Linked DNA regions of Mus musculus: region 1 is linked to region 2. Evidence: chromatin contacts called from public ChIA-PET data. All regions are on one chromosome and are shown on one strand. Each heading gives the region's core, a stretch centred on a gene start, on an enhancer-like site or on the middle of the called end of the contact. The rest is flanking DNA. Distances are from core to core; before and after follow the strand shown.

Region 1 (3,280 bases), core at 149-2,648, 300 kb before region 2:
TGGGAACTGCTCAACACTGACTTCTGAGTCCTTTAACACTGCTACGCACTCAAAGTTCCGTTTCTTTCCCTGTTGTCGCTTTCAATTAAGCCGGGAACTTCTGGAGCCAGGAGAGCCATGTGTAGTCTGGCTAGTGATGTCCACACTCTGGAATGGCAGAGAGGAGACTGAGATGTGGACAGTCCGCACCACTATAGCGTCACTTGATCAGTGCACACCCTGTGACCACGACCATGTTATTACAGTACTGAAGCCAGGCTTGGCAAATACACTGTCCTCTGTCTCAGAAGGCTTCATAGTTACTAATAAGCAGAGGTTCCTACAATTCCTTGTAGTCATTTGGTAAAGCTCACTTTTTTTTTCTAGAGAAGTTACAGTCAAGGTAAAATAAAGCATCAAGTGCATATTTTTAATAAATGCCCTTCCTTAACGCTGCTGACCCCTCCTACGTTCCTTAACGCTTCTGACTGCTCCTTCCCAAACAAGCCCGCCCCCCCCCCAGAGTTATTTGCCTCCTATTACATTTGCAATGAATGCCTCCAGCGCTGATAACTGCTGAAGGCCCACATATTTCTTTGGTTGGTATTTTGTTGCTTTTTGAGACAGTGTTGCTATGTAGCTTCCGCTGGCCTTGCATTCATGGTCTTGCCCAGGCTGCTACTGAGCCTGGTCCTTCGGGGTCAGCTTCAAGAATGGCTGGCATTGCAGTGGTGCCCCACCATACCTGGGTACCCACTTTCTTAGTTGATTACAAACCAGAGTGGCCTGATCCTAGTGCCCACCCTTCTCCCAAGGATTAGGAATACCAGCAGGTTCAGGTCTTGGCAGCCTTTAATTGCCTGAATTTGTATTGTTTCTGGGCAGCAGGCACACTACTCGGCCCTTTGTTTTCTAGCTACTTTAGATAAGGTTTAAGACCTGGAAGTCACTCTCGACTCATTCCCATGAGAAATCGCCTCCATTTCTTTCTAGCAATTCTTCTTGTGGGAAGGAAGGGGGAGAAACAAAAACCTGATTGTTTGGAGGCCCCGGGAAAGAGGTTTACGTACACGACCCAACTTCCTCAGCAGCATCAGAAGGCTGCAGGTTTGTGAGTCAAGTTCCCACAACCAGAGACGCATCTGTGATGCTAGGGGATTCTTCCTGGTAAAGGCGATAAGTACCTGGAAAGTAGAGCTTTGAGCTCAAACAAGTCACTGAGTGGTAGTGGCTTTCGAGAGATTTCTTCCAAGAGCTTCCTCCACCCTTCTCCACTTGAGGAAGAAACACTCTGATACCTTTTGATCATAATGAAGCTGTGGTAAACTCAGAAAGCTGAATTAGCATGAGATCAGGAAAACTGCAGGCTGCATGTGGCTTCTGCTGCCTCTGTTGGGCGTGTGGAAGACAATAGCAGAGGGCGCAGAGAGGGAAGGGCTGAGTAGCCACAGAAACAAGTTCCTGTTTTAATTCACAGAGGTTTCTCACATATTTACCACACAGAGAAACAACGGTGCAGCAGGGAAACAAGGTGTGCAGCAGAGTCACATGGGAGAGGGACCTTTGTTAAATACGGGCTCTGCCCAAGTTTCCAGTGATGTTGTCCCTTTCTGCTGCCTACCACTAACCATGTGGTGTGTCAGCCCTCTACCCCACCTCCACATGCTTCACTTAGGAGCCCAGGTAGAATACCAGGTGTATCTTTGTTGGGACAGGGTTGGGTGGATTAGGGCCTAAGGACTATCTACTCTTCAGAAGTTAGACTTGTTTCTACCCCAAGAGATGAGTCCTGTTCAGCCATGTCTGAAGGAAGCATGCCTATCTTCGTGACTGGGCCTTGAGTCTGAGAAACCACCTGAAAGATGACAAATAGCCCTGAGGACAGTTGTCCTTGTTGAGGACCCAGGATCACGGGTCACCATGTATTTCTTGTTCACTTGCCATCTCTGTGCCTAGTGTGACCCTTGCCACCTTCTCCCGTGTTCACTCTGCCAGCTCCTTGGATGAAGAGAGGAGACTAAGGATGGGGGCTGGGGGCGGGGGAAGCTGAGCCTGAGGTACGCCTGAGGGATGGGGACTAGCAGGGTGGGATGGGGCTTTTTTGTGTATAGTTGGGCGTTTAAACCAAGTACCCCATGCTAAAGGAAGAAGTCAAACAACAGAGGAGGGTATGGGAGAACATATTCCGTTCTCAAAGTGCTTGTTCCAGGAATATTAATAAATGCAGTACAAATAAGCAGGGGTGGGGACTCCATAAAAGGGGGTTTGGACACAGCAGATTATGGAAGAGCCAGTTAACAGCACTCTCTAAACGTATTTTTTTGGAGTCTTCCTTGCATAGAGCATCTCACTCAAATGATATTTTATAGAATCTATTTTTAGAAAAACTAGATTAAGATCATTAGAAAAACAAGAAAGAGCCCTTAAGAAGGAAATTGAAAATGACAGCAAAGCGAAGCCTGTGAGATGGCTCAGTGCTCGGCGACTGGAAGCGCTGGCCACTAAACCTGTTGACCTGAGTTCAATCCTGGGAACCCATGTAAAGGTGAAAGGAGAAAACTGAATCCACAAAGCTGTCCTCTGCCTGAATAAACGCTCCATGGTGTGTGCATGGCCAGGTACACATTACACAGCCTCCCACGTGTGCTTACCAGCGCGTGTGCGCACACACACACTAAAATTAATTTTTATAAAGCAGACGATGTGTTTTGTTCTATTTTCTCATTTCCTTATTAGACATTAGGAGCATGCAGGGTCCAGAGGGAAATAGAAGGAATGTTGCTCTAGTATTGTTCCAGCCTTATCATTGGAATGAGTGCCAGGTGGCCCGTGAGACAGGTAAACCAGTAACGGTGCTTGCCACCAAACCTGAGGAAAGAACCAACTCTTGCAAGATGTCCTCTGACCTCTACTTTTGCACTATGACAGAGTATATGTGTATGTGTGTATATACATGTATGTATATATATGTGTGTGTATATATATATATACACACACACATACATATATACATATGCATATATATATGTATATATAAACAAAGGTAATTTTAAAATTTTAAACAGGAATAAATGCCAGAGAGGAAATCACTACCCACCATAGCCGAGAAGGCATGTAGAAGCTGTGAACCTGTCACATGCTGTGTGACTCAGTGCCGTGTTTGGGGAGTTTGACTCTGTGTTAGTTAGAAAGGCTTTACTGCCTACTTTCCCTGGCGATGTCTGTTGTGTTTGTATGACCCATTTCTCGCTCATTCACTTAATTTTCTGCGCCCTGCAGATATTTATGCTCATGGTCCCTA
Region 2 (3,095 bases), core at 312-2,811:
ATCAAGTTCTGACAGAGGAAGTGGTTTTTATTTGAAAATTACGACTGAAAATAGGTTCCATTTTAGTACTCTCCACTAGATGCCTTGATTTCAAGACACACATGCAAATGCTGCAGGCCCCAGGTCTCTGATATCTCATTTCAGGCCCACCTGTTTTCCACCTTAGCAAGTGAGAAGTGGGAAGACATTTGGAGGCAGTAAATTTGGTAGAGCATCTACCTGCACACAGACAGATTGCAGAAGCTAGGCATGGTCGTACTACCTTGAGTTCTAGCATTCGGGAGGCAGAGGCAAGCAGAGCTCTGTGACTTCGAGGCCAGACTGCTCTACATAGTGAGTTCCAGCACAGCCAGGCTACATAATCGAGAGACAAACAAACAAAATTGCAAAAGCAGGGAAAAAAAAAACCGCACACAACTTTCACAAATCGAAAATGAGAAGGAGTCTACTAAAAGGTAAGGAACGACTGCTCCAGAAGTCTTCAACATGCTCTAGTTCTGATCTCTTCAATGTCCTCCTCATTCACGGAACTCCAGAACTGGCAGCCTTCCCTGGGGCCGTCCAGGACTCCTTACCTAGACCTAACGTCCTCTAACGTCCTGACTGAAATACCACCTTTGCAAGAATGAAAGGATTCCTTGTCCCCACCATCTTCTAAGTACTATACAATTAATAATCGCATATCGTTGACTGTTTGTTTCTTTTTACATAAGCTCCCAAGGAGCTCGATCTTTGTTCTGTTCACTGATACTTAGCACAAGCTTTCCAGGATCGTACCTGGCACACAGTAGGAGCGCAGAAAGTATTTCCCGAGTGAATGCACTTCTCGACTAGAATTGCAGTTTGGAAGGGGGGAGATGAAATGGGAAGAAGCGGGAGGAGGATGCTCTGGGCAGACACCGAAAGAGGCCAAGGCCGACCCACATACAGCAGCGCGGACGCAAAGCAGTGCACCACCCGCGACAGAGACGAACTCTCAGGACTCGCGGAGAAAAGTCCCGGGCAGAGCACACACACCGGGCTGCGGGCTGCCGGGGGAACCCCGTCGGGTTCCCGACCACGCAAGCTTTCTCTTCCCTTCCCGGATACCTGGGGCGCCGGAGCCGCCGGACCTCCCGGGCTCCGGCTCCCGCCCACAGGCGCGGTGGCGAGCGACAGGGCCCTGCCCCAGCACCTGCCCGGCCTGCCGCAGGGGTCCGGGCCGCGGCCAGCCCGGGAGGCCCCAGAGCGCCCCGCCCGGCACCCCGGCAGGAAGCGCCCCTGCCCCGGCCGCTCCACCCGCCGCCGCGCTCGCCCGGCGCACTCTCACCTCAGGGCGTACGTACGACACGAAGGAGGGCTTGGGCGCCTTGGTGCCGCCGCCACCGCCGACTCCCCCTTTCCCCAGCATCCCGCCGCCTTGCGAAGCAACGAAGCCGAAGCGCGGCGACAGCAGAGGCGGCGGCTCCGGCTCAGGTTCCGGCAGCGGCGGCGGCCACCAGCACCAGCGGCCGGGGCTCCGCCCATCCCTAGGGCCGCGGCGGCGGCAGCAGTACCGCCCGCATCCGGCTCCGCCGCTGACACCGTTCGCTCCGCCCAGGCCACGCGCCCCGCCTAGCGACCGTGGGACACGCCCACCGCCGCTCGCTCTGCTCCGGCTGAGGTCCCGCCCACAGCATGGGACTGGCCACGCCCACCCCTTGTTGGCCGAGGTATTTGCTCTAGCCAATGCGGAGAGCGTTCTCTCCGGGCTTCCCCACGATTGGCTAGCGAGAATGTCGCCATTTGCCCAATGGTCCTGCCGTCGCTAAGTTGTTGCGGGCAAGTCGTTCTACCCATTTTGCTTCTTTTACTGGCCAGCAGCTTTGAAATTCAGCTTGCTGAACAGAATGCCTCCGCAGAAGCTTCAAAACCACACCGACGACGTTCAGACTTTAGACGAATGAAGAGAGACAGAGCGGATAGGAACTGACTAAAGTGACGTAAAATGTTGTGTTCAACTTCAAACTTCTTTTGTTTGTCGCTTGGTTTCTAACTGGTAAGATATCAAAAGCCCTTAAGACTTATCTGCTCTCCCAAGTTATCGACAAACCTCTCATATTAAGCCAAGATAGCAAATAAAACACACACACACACACACACACACACACACACACTATTCATTTCTATTCATTTGAATTCCACCTTTGGGGCACTTGCCTCGCGTGAGCAAGACCAAATTGAATTCTCCCTGTGGAGCATTGTGTTAGAAGAATAAGATACGATGCAGCTCACCCGAAGTTGTTCCATCTACTGTGAAAAGCCAATAAACATTTGCAGTTAATTTTTCAAGTGTCAGGCACCTTGCTATGCCTTAGTCTGACCAACTGCACCACCCCCTTGTATTTCTTTTAAAATTCCCAACTAAGTACTACAAGTGACACGGAAGGGTGGTTAGTGCACACCTGCTATTCCAGCACCTGGAAGGCCAGACAGAAAGATAGTGAATTTGTGGCCAGCTCGGACTACTTAGGAAGTCCCCAGGCAACCTAGATCACAAATAAGACCTTCCTCTCAAAACCTAGCAATTAACTGTGCTTTTCCACGTTGGTTCCCAGGAAGGAGAGGTGACCTCTCTGATTCCGATATGCCAGACAGATTCTGTTGCTTTTGTTTCCAGGATCTGACCCAACCCATAAACAGAAATGCTGGCTTTTGATAGAAATTCACCAAGCAAATGTCCCTTTCTGCCGGCCGTCAAGCTAACGTTAAGTGTTACTAGATCACCCTGATCTTTAACATCTGCTGAAGGTCAAGCCCTGTTGTAATACGACTCTGAAAACTTGACACTGTCTCTGGGTCTGTACACTTCCCAGGAATGGGAGCCAACAAAAGAAACGTTTTAAATACCAAAAAACCAGCTGGTTTGCCACCCTCTTCTGATTGTGTCCGTCCCCCTCCCCCATGTGATACTGTGAGGAAGAAGTGGACTTGGAGATTATTGAGCCTTGAAGGAATGCCCTTATGAGATCAGAGGGTTCTGGCTAACCCTCCCCCATTGAGAGAACTCAGCAAGAATGTGTCACCATTCTGGGCTGGAGAGTTGGCTCAGTGGTTAAGAGCATTGATGGCTCTTC

Evidence for each region. ChIA-PET counts read pairs in DNA pulled down with a chosen protein or histone mark.
Region 1: an RNA polymerase II ChIA-PET map of effector CD8 T cells shows a contact between it and region 2, with 8 read pairs. The contact joins the enhancer-like site here to the promoter of Mtmr12 in region 2. A contact is called at or near these places in 1 of 39 promoter capture datasets (liver), 1 of 484 Hi-C or Micro-C datasets (the Ba/F3 cell line) and 3 of 115 datasets of contacts at active chromatin or transcription factors (effector CD8 T cells, embryonic stem cells and memory CD8 T cells).

Annotation. Positions count from the first base shown.
Region 1 is chr15:12,499,034-12,502,313 of GRCm38.p6, reverse strand. All of the region lies in intron 3 of Pdzd2 (PDZ domain containing 2), which reads left to right. Among named protein-coding and RNA genes, the nearest start is that of Gm52211, 8.8 kb to the right of the region's middle. Within about 2 kb of position 1,398, at least 51 of the 459 cell types and tissues checked have an H3K27ac peak or open chromatin away from gene starts, as enhancers often do. A contact at or near this core is called in the Ba/F3 cell line, effector CD8 T cells and memory CD8 T cells, where this site is marked.
Region 2 is chr15:12,203,494-12,206,588 of GRCm38.p6, reverse strand. Mtmr12 (myotubularin related protein 12) reads right to left here and starts at 1,561. Exons shown (of 16, transcript NM_172958.4): 1 at 1,310-1,561. The coding sequence starts at 1,390.